Regions from separate parts of the Rattus norvegicus genome. Here region 1 is linked to region 2. A link is a contact called in public Hi-C data. All regions are on one chromosome and are shown on one strand. Each heading gives the region's core, a stretch centred on a gene start, on an enhancer-like site or on the middle of the called end of the contact. The rest is flanking DNA. Distances are from core to core; before and after follow the strand shown. Region 1 has its middle 26 kb from the start of Prkca. Region 2 overlaps Prkca (protein kinase C, alpha).

Region 1 (3,409 bases), core at 88-2,587, 150 kb after region 2:
TTAAATACGGGTTACAAGGTGCAACCTTCAGAGTTCCAGACTCGATGGGTCCAGGTGGGACTTGAGACTTGGCGTTTTTGTCTAAGTCTCTAGCTGGACTTGCCACACTGTTCACTGTGGAACCAGCTCTTGAGATGTAGCCCTTTAAAGCATCCGGGCCCTTCCTGGGATTTGCATGTGGTTTTAGTGAGCTCCTAGAGTCGTTTTATTCATGCGACAGAGTCTGTAAGTCAATGCTTTGATTTTTGTTTTATTTCCTTTTTTGCAAAGAGACTATTCACAACTATTCTGTCTTTCAGATATTAGCCCGCTCTTCCAGGAAATAGAAACATGTATTTTTGTAGAAACAGTAACGACAGACCTAACCTTTCTTAAAATTTAGGGGGTGGGGCAGTCAGGGGCATGTGCCAAGATACTTATTTGGAGGTCAACGGACAACTGTGTAGAGTCAGTTCCCTCCTTTCACCATTATATGAGTTCCATAATTTGCCTCAGGTCCCCAGACTTTGACAGCAAGCACCTTTACCCACTGAGCCACCTAATTCTCCCCTAACATTTATCGAAAGCTTTCGTAAGTATAATCTGATTCTATCTTCATCGAAACCTCATTCTGTGGTTCAGAGAAATCAATTACTTTAGTCAGATTCAAACAGCTAGAGAAAAAGACAGAACCTGGACTCACACTGGGTTTCCCACTCCGATCAGCTATTCTTCCCACCAAATCCTGGTGTCTTCATTTTTCTCCGTTGCTGGTATAGACTACTTTTTTTTCCCTGTTATCATATATCTCATGGGTCTTGAATGAAGCAATTGATTTCCAGCAGTTTGAAAGTTTTGCGGTTTTACGGTCAGCACCCTTGGAGCAGTGGAAGCAGCAGCAGGTGGAAGCTTCTGGTGTTTTGTTTTAGAGCCTTTGCCACTGAGGCACGTATACTGAATTCCAACCAGGAGATGGTGCCTTACTCGCCCACAGGGATGATCCTTGCCCTAGAGGACTGTGTAAGAGGCAGCACGTCAGTGCTGGCAAAAACAAGAAACAGAGGCACGTGTTCAATCGACGATTGCTGAAAAGCAATTGGAGATTGCATTCTATCCAGGGAAAACAAGGAAAGCCAGCTGCTCGCCAGGAATGGGAAATTTACAGGAGTAGAAGCAAAAGAAGAAAAAAAAAAAACCAGCATTGGCTTTCTTTGCGGTAGGGTGGAGAGCCAAGAAGATACTCTTACTCCATGCCATTAGGGAATTGCTGCCTTGCCGGGAGGGGCACTGTAAGGCAGGCTTGTGGGGGGGGGCAGGGTGTTAAGAGCACAGTTGCTGGAACGCAACAGACTTGTCTCCAGACTGGCCTGTTTGTCCTTCCCTTACTGGACAGCCTCAAGCAAGTCACCAACCTCTCTGACATCAGCCACATCTCTGTGACTGTTGTGGGAATCCATAGGCTAAAACGGATTCCTGATAGCATCGCATGCCATCGACAAGATGCTTCTCTTCTCTGCTCGTCCCAAAGACCCCCATCTGCCTTTACTGAAACTGGAGACACCACTTCTCTCTCTCTGACGCCTGAGAACAGGTATGTGAACAGATTTGGAAACCCACGGTTTTCTAGTTAATTTTAACTGTCAAGTTGACACAACCCAGAGTTACCTGAGACATGATTCTTGATTGGCCATATCAAACCGGCCAGGGGGAATGTCTGTGGAGGATTGATTTGATTGTTAATCATAGGAGGGCCTAGACCACTGTGGGTGGTACCATCCCCTGTGTAGGTGCTTCTGTATGAGAAAGCTGGCCAAGGACGGGTCTGAAAGTGAGCCAGCGAGCAGTATTTCTCCACAGCTTATTTCTTTTTTTTATTAGTTGAGAGTTTCATACATGTTTTGATTATATTCACTTCCCCCCAATATTTCCCAGATTCACCCCACTTCACTACCCACCCAACTTTGTGTCAAACAAAATAAACAAACAAAACCCGTCAAGACCAATTCATGCCAACCAAAATATTCTTGGATGTGTGGTCCTCCACTAGAGTACAGTTGACTTACAGGGAGAGGGGAGCTACACTCTAGGAGAAAATGGATCCTCCCTCCCCCAACGGTTTACGGCTGTCAGTCATTCCACAGCTAAGGGTGCCCGCTCTGCTCTCCATGCTGGGATTTGGTCTGGCTGTGGTTTACAGAGGTTAGATTCGTCCTATCATAACCGCCATGCATTCGTATGTGTGGCTGCTCTGTGGCGTCCAGATGACACACTCTCTCCACCGTCACCTCCCCCATGATCTCAGCTCCAAGTTCCTGCTTGAGTTCCTGCCATCACCTCCCTCAGGCACAGACTATAACCTGCGAGCTGCAACAAACCCTGTCCCCCTCTAGGCTGCCTTTGGCCAGAGTTTTTATCACAGCAACGGAACGAAGCTGGAACACGCAGAGTTTCATATCCTAATCATCATCCTATCTTGGATGGTCCAAAGAAAGAACCAGAGGGATGCATAGTGGGAGTTCTGCTTGGGACTGTTTCCTCAAAATAAAAGTGTGGAAACTCAGACGGGCAACAAGAAGCACAGAGTCTCGGAGCCGCTCACAGCCAGGCGGGTGCTGGGCTTCGTCTTGTTGGGGAATCGCATAAGACTGGTGCATAACGACTGTCATGGTGTCCCTTAAAAACAGACAGGGCAGTTCCCAGGAAAATGAAAATATACAGCTACATAAAAGCTTGTACATGATATATATATATATATATATATACACACACACACATATATATGTATATATATGTGTGTACATATATATGTATATATGTGTGCATATATATGTATATATATGTGTGTACATATATATGTATATATGTGTGTACATATATATGTATATATGTGTGTATATATATACATATATATATATATATATATATATATATATATATAAAAGCTCAAGCCATAAAGTGCCAAGTAATGAAAACACCTCAAAAGTCTTTCATCGGGTGAATGAGTAAATAAACTGTGGTATATCTATACAGAAGGAATACTAGTCATAAAACAGAATTGAGTGCCAATGCATGCTACAAACATAGGCGAACTGTAAAGTTATTAAGTTATATATAATATATATTATATAATATATACTCTAGGTAAATGTTGATAGATATAATGACATAACCCTGTCACTTTATGCTTACACTTATACTAGGTACCCTTTCCATTTCTGCCCATCAGTGTAGCCAGGCGTGACATTATCAAGTCAGATACAACAGTGTTTTCAATGCAGAAGCAACTCCCATAAGTGAACTCCATACAGCAAAGCTGTTATAGTACACGGTCTTGAACAGAGACAGCTCCTCTCTTTGTTCCCACTTGGCTATATTTCTGGAGAACGTCAATATTTTGGTTCCTGGTTTCAGAGATTTCAGTCCGTGGCTG
Region 2 (3,107 bases), core at 58-2,557:
CAGAAAGCTGCCATTAGAACCCATGCCTTCAGAGAAGCTGAGGTGACAGCGCATGGCAAACCTTCTCTTGCAGTTTCTGCTTGGGCGCTAGTGTGGTTTTACTTTCAGTTCAAGCATGCCTTGCTACAGTGAAAAATGAATCACTCTCCGGTATCAAATGCCAGCTTCAAACTTCAACCTGAGGACATGAGCAATTTCCAGCCTCTTTTAGGAAGGAAGAAGGGTCACAGTTTGGATTCCCACTGAGGCTTTCCCTCCTTGACCCCTGTGGGAGAGAATGCCACAGGCAAAGCTTTTTCTAGTAGCATTGATCCAAGTCCCACTCTTGTCCCCTGCCCTGGAGAGACGTGGAAATAAGGTTGACTTTTATTTTAAAATCTCAAACATCTAAGTCTTTGTGCTTTACAGCAAAATGAGTGATGTCTGAATTTTAGTGGGAGACGTATCAGTTCTTGGCAGCATGGAGTCTAACTTTGATTTATTTATTTTTGCAACATCCAATGTGGCAAACTTACGGTGAATGATCATTTGCCAAGAAGTTCGTTCTGTGTTGTGATGAGTACAAAAAGGACCTGGAAGGGAGAGGCAGCTGCTTGCTGTTCACTTGGAAACTTTCCAGAATAACTCAGAGCCCCCTTAACTCCACACCAAGTGCCTAGAAGCCCAGAGAGGGCTTCTGGAGTTAGAGAGCTTGCCAGAAGCGCATGACGCATACACAGGCCCTTTGGCTCAGTTTCAAGCTCTCAGCCACTCCGCGAGGGACCCGTCCCCACCTCTCTGCTCGGCTGCCAGATGTTTCCTCCACCCACACATAAATTCTTTCCACATGTGCAGCTCGATTGCCAAAAAACATCTATCCATTGACTATAGAAAAAGGTACAGGCTTGCCCGGGAATCTTTACAAATGCTAGGGACGGCGCTCTGCACACAGCAGTGAGCGGTAGATGCGCTGTGTTTCCTCAAGTGACAGAATTGACGATAGTTTCCTAGCACTCAGTGGGGAAAGTATTTGCTGCACAAGCATGGGGACCTGAGTTTGAATCCCCAGATCCCACGAAAGAGCCACCAGGGTGGCAGAGAAGACAGACAGACAGATCCCCAGGACTTTCTAGATAGACCTCAGGTTTACTGAGAGAACCTGTCTCAAATAGTATGGTGGAGAATTATAAAGGAGGGCATCCAAAGAAGACCTTTAGCCTCTGCACACACGTGCATGTTGCCTGAGCGCCCACACAGGCAAACACTGACAGGATGGCTTCCCACTGGAGAACTGGGCGCCAAAGGCAGAAAAGCTGCTGGCTTCTTACTGAGGTCATTGTGGTGCCTGGTGTGCTCTGTCTGTGTGTCTGTGTGCTCTGTCTGTGTGCCTGTGTGCTCTGTCTGTGTGCCTGTGTGCTCTGTGTCTGTGTGTCTGTGTGCTCTGCATGTGCATCTGTGTGCTTTGTATCCACATCTGTGTGCTCTGTATCCACATCTGTGTGCTCTATGTGTCTGCGTGTCTGTGTCCTCTGTGTGTCTGTGTGTCTGTATGCTCTGTCTGTGAGTCTGTGTGCTCTGTCTGTGTGTCTGTGTGTTCTGTCTATGTGCTCTACATAATGATACATGTATCATAGAGTCACACAGTACCCCAAATACTTATAACTTTTATACTTCCATGCATCAGTTTGATATTAAATTTAGAGGCTGGCAAAATGGCTGTGCAGTTAAAAGCAGCTGCCACCAAGCCTGAAAACCTGGGTTCAATCCCTAGGACTTACACGGTAGGAGAAGACTGACTCTTACAAGTTGTCCCTGACTTCCACATGCACTGTGGCAATATGCACCCAGCGAGCTGGAGGGTTATGGAAAAAGAGGCCTTGTCTCAAAAATCAAACAAACAAAATTATTATTATAGTCATCTAGCCGAGGTCATGACCATGACTTCAGGCACAAGGGTTGTGAGTGCATCTGCGCTTATCTATGACGTCACGGTCAAGTCTACAGTCAACGACACAACTCATCACCCTGCATGGTCACTGAAGCCAAGCAAGCCCACGCCTTTAAACTTGCTCGGAAACAAAACAATACAACTCTTGGTATAGGAAATAAGCCCAAAGCAAGTGTGAATTTTTAAACAAATCAACTTTGCAAGACAGGCCTGAGCTGGAAGACCTGTACTCCTGAATGATTCATCCCCAGGATGAATGCGGATGGATGACTCAGGGTCCCCGGGCAGGTTCTTCCTGCACATGTGCTGTGTAACACTCACAGACTTTGGGGGAGTTGCATGGTTCTAGATGAGAGAATAAAACAGGCACAGAGCAAGACCTGGGTACTGAAAGAAAACTAGCATGCCCAAATAATTATTTGCTTAAAAACTCTCCCCAGAGAGGCAGATCGATAACTGCGCTAAAGGCAAACAGAGTCCCCGGAATACAGCTGGGTGTCCCTCCTTGCCTCTCTATGTGAACAGGGAAGAAATGGTCAGAGAGGGGGTGCTTAAAACTGACAAACCCTCATGAACTGAACACTAGAATAAGCTAACCAAGAAAAAAATTTTAAGAGAAAAAGAAACCTATTCCAAACCCACCAGTACTTTAAAATAGCTTTATTATTTATTTACTTATTTGGTGTGTGTGTGTGTGTGTGTGTGTGTGTGTGTGTTGCTGTGTAGCTCTGGCTGCCTAGAACTCACTGCATAGCCCAGGCTAGCCTTCAACTCATGGGTCTATCTGCCTCTGCCTCCCTAGCATTGGGATTAAAGGTGTTTATTACCATGGCTACCATTTTTAATCACTTGGGTGCTGGGGATCAGAACTCAGGTTCTAATGTTTTTATGCTAGGTGCCTCATGAACTAAGCCATCTCTGCAGCCTCTTAGGATCCAACCATTCGTATTTCCCAAGAGTTTTGCATGGCATACTTCTTCACTTCATTGACATGGGTGGATAACACCGGGTGACCTCTTGGTGAATATATTATACATATGGTGCTATGGTTTTACTGTAAAATTCCCCCCAACCACCATGGTTGAACATTTGGTCTCCAGCTGGTGGCGCTGTTCTGGAGATTTTGATACCTTTTATACATAGGGCCTGGCTAGCCAATCCAGAGCTATACAGGCAGGGC

What was found. A called contact is a pair of places that touch in the nucleus more often than the background predicts.
Region 1: a contact with region 2 is called in a Hi-C map of liver, with 2.6 times the contacts expected there. The contact joins two enhancer-like sites. A contact is called at or near these places in 2 of 12 Hi-C or Micro-C datasets (liver and mammary epithelial cells).

Annotation. Positions count from the first base shown.
Region 1 is chr10:93,811,689-93,815,097 of GRCr8, forward strand. No RefSeq gene overlaps it. Among named protein-coding and RNA genes, the nearest start is that of Prkca, 26 kb to the left of the region's middle. Within about 2 kb of position 1,338, at least 3 of the 93 cell types and tissues checked have an H3K27ac peak or open chromatin away from gene starts, as enhancers often do. A contact at or near this core is called in liver, where this site is marked.
Region 2 is chr10:93,657,839-93,660,945 of GRCr8, forward strand. All of the region lies in intron 2 of Prkca (protein kinase C, alpha), which reads right to left. Among named protein-coding and RNA genes, the nearest start is that of Prkca, 130 kb to the right of the region's middle. Within about 2 kb of position 1,308, at least 17 of the 93 cell types and tissues checked have an H3K27ac peak or open chromatin away from gene starts, as enhancers often do. A contact at or near this core is called in liver, where this site is marked.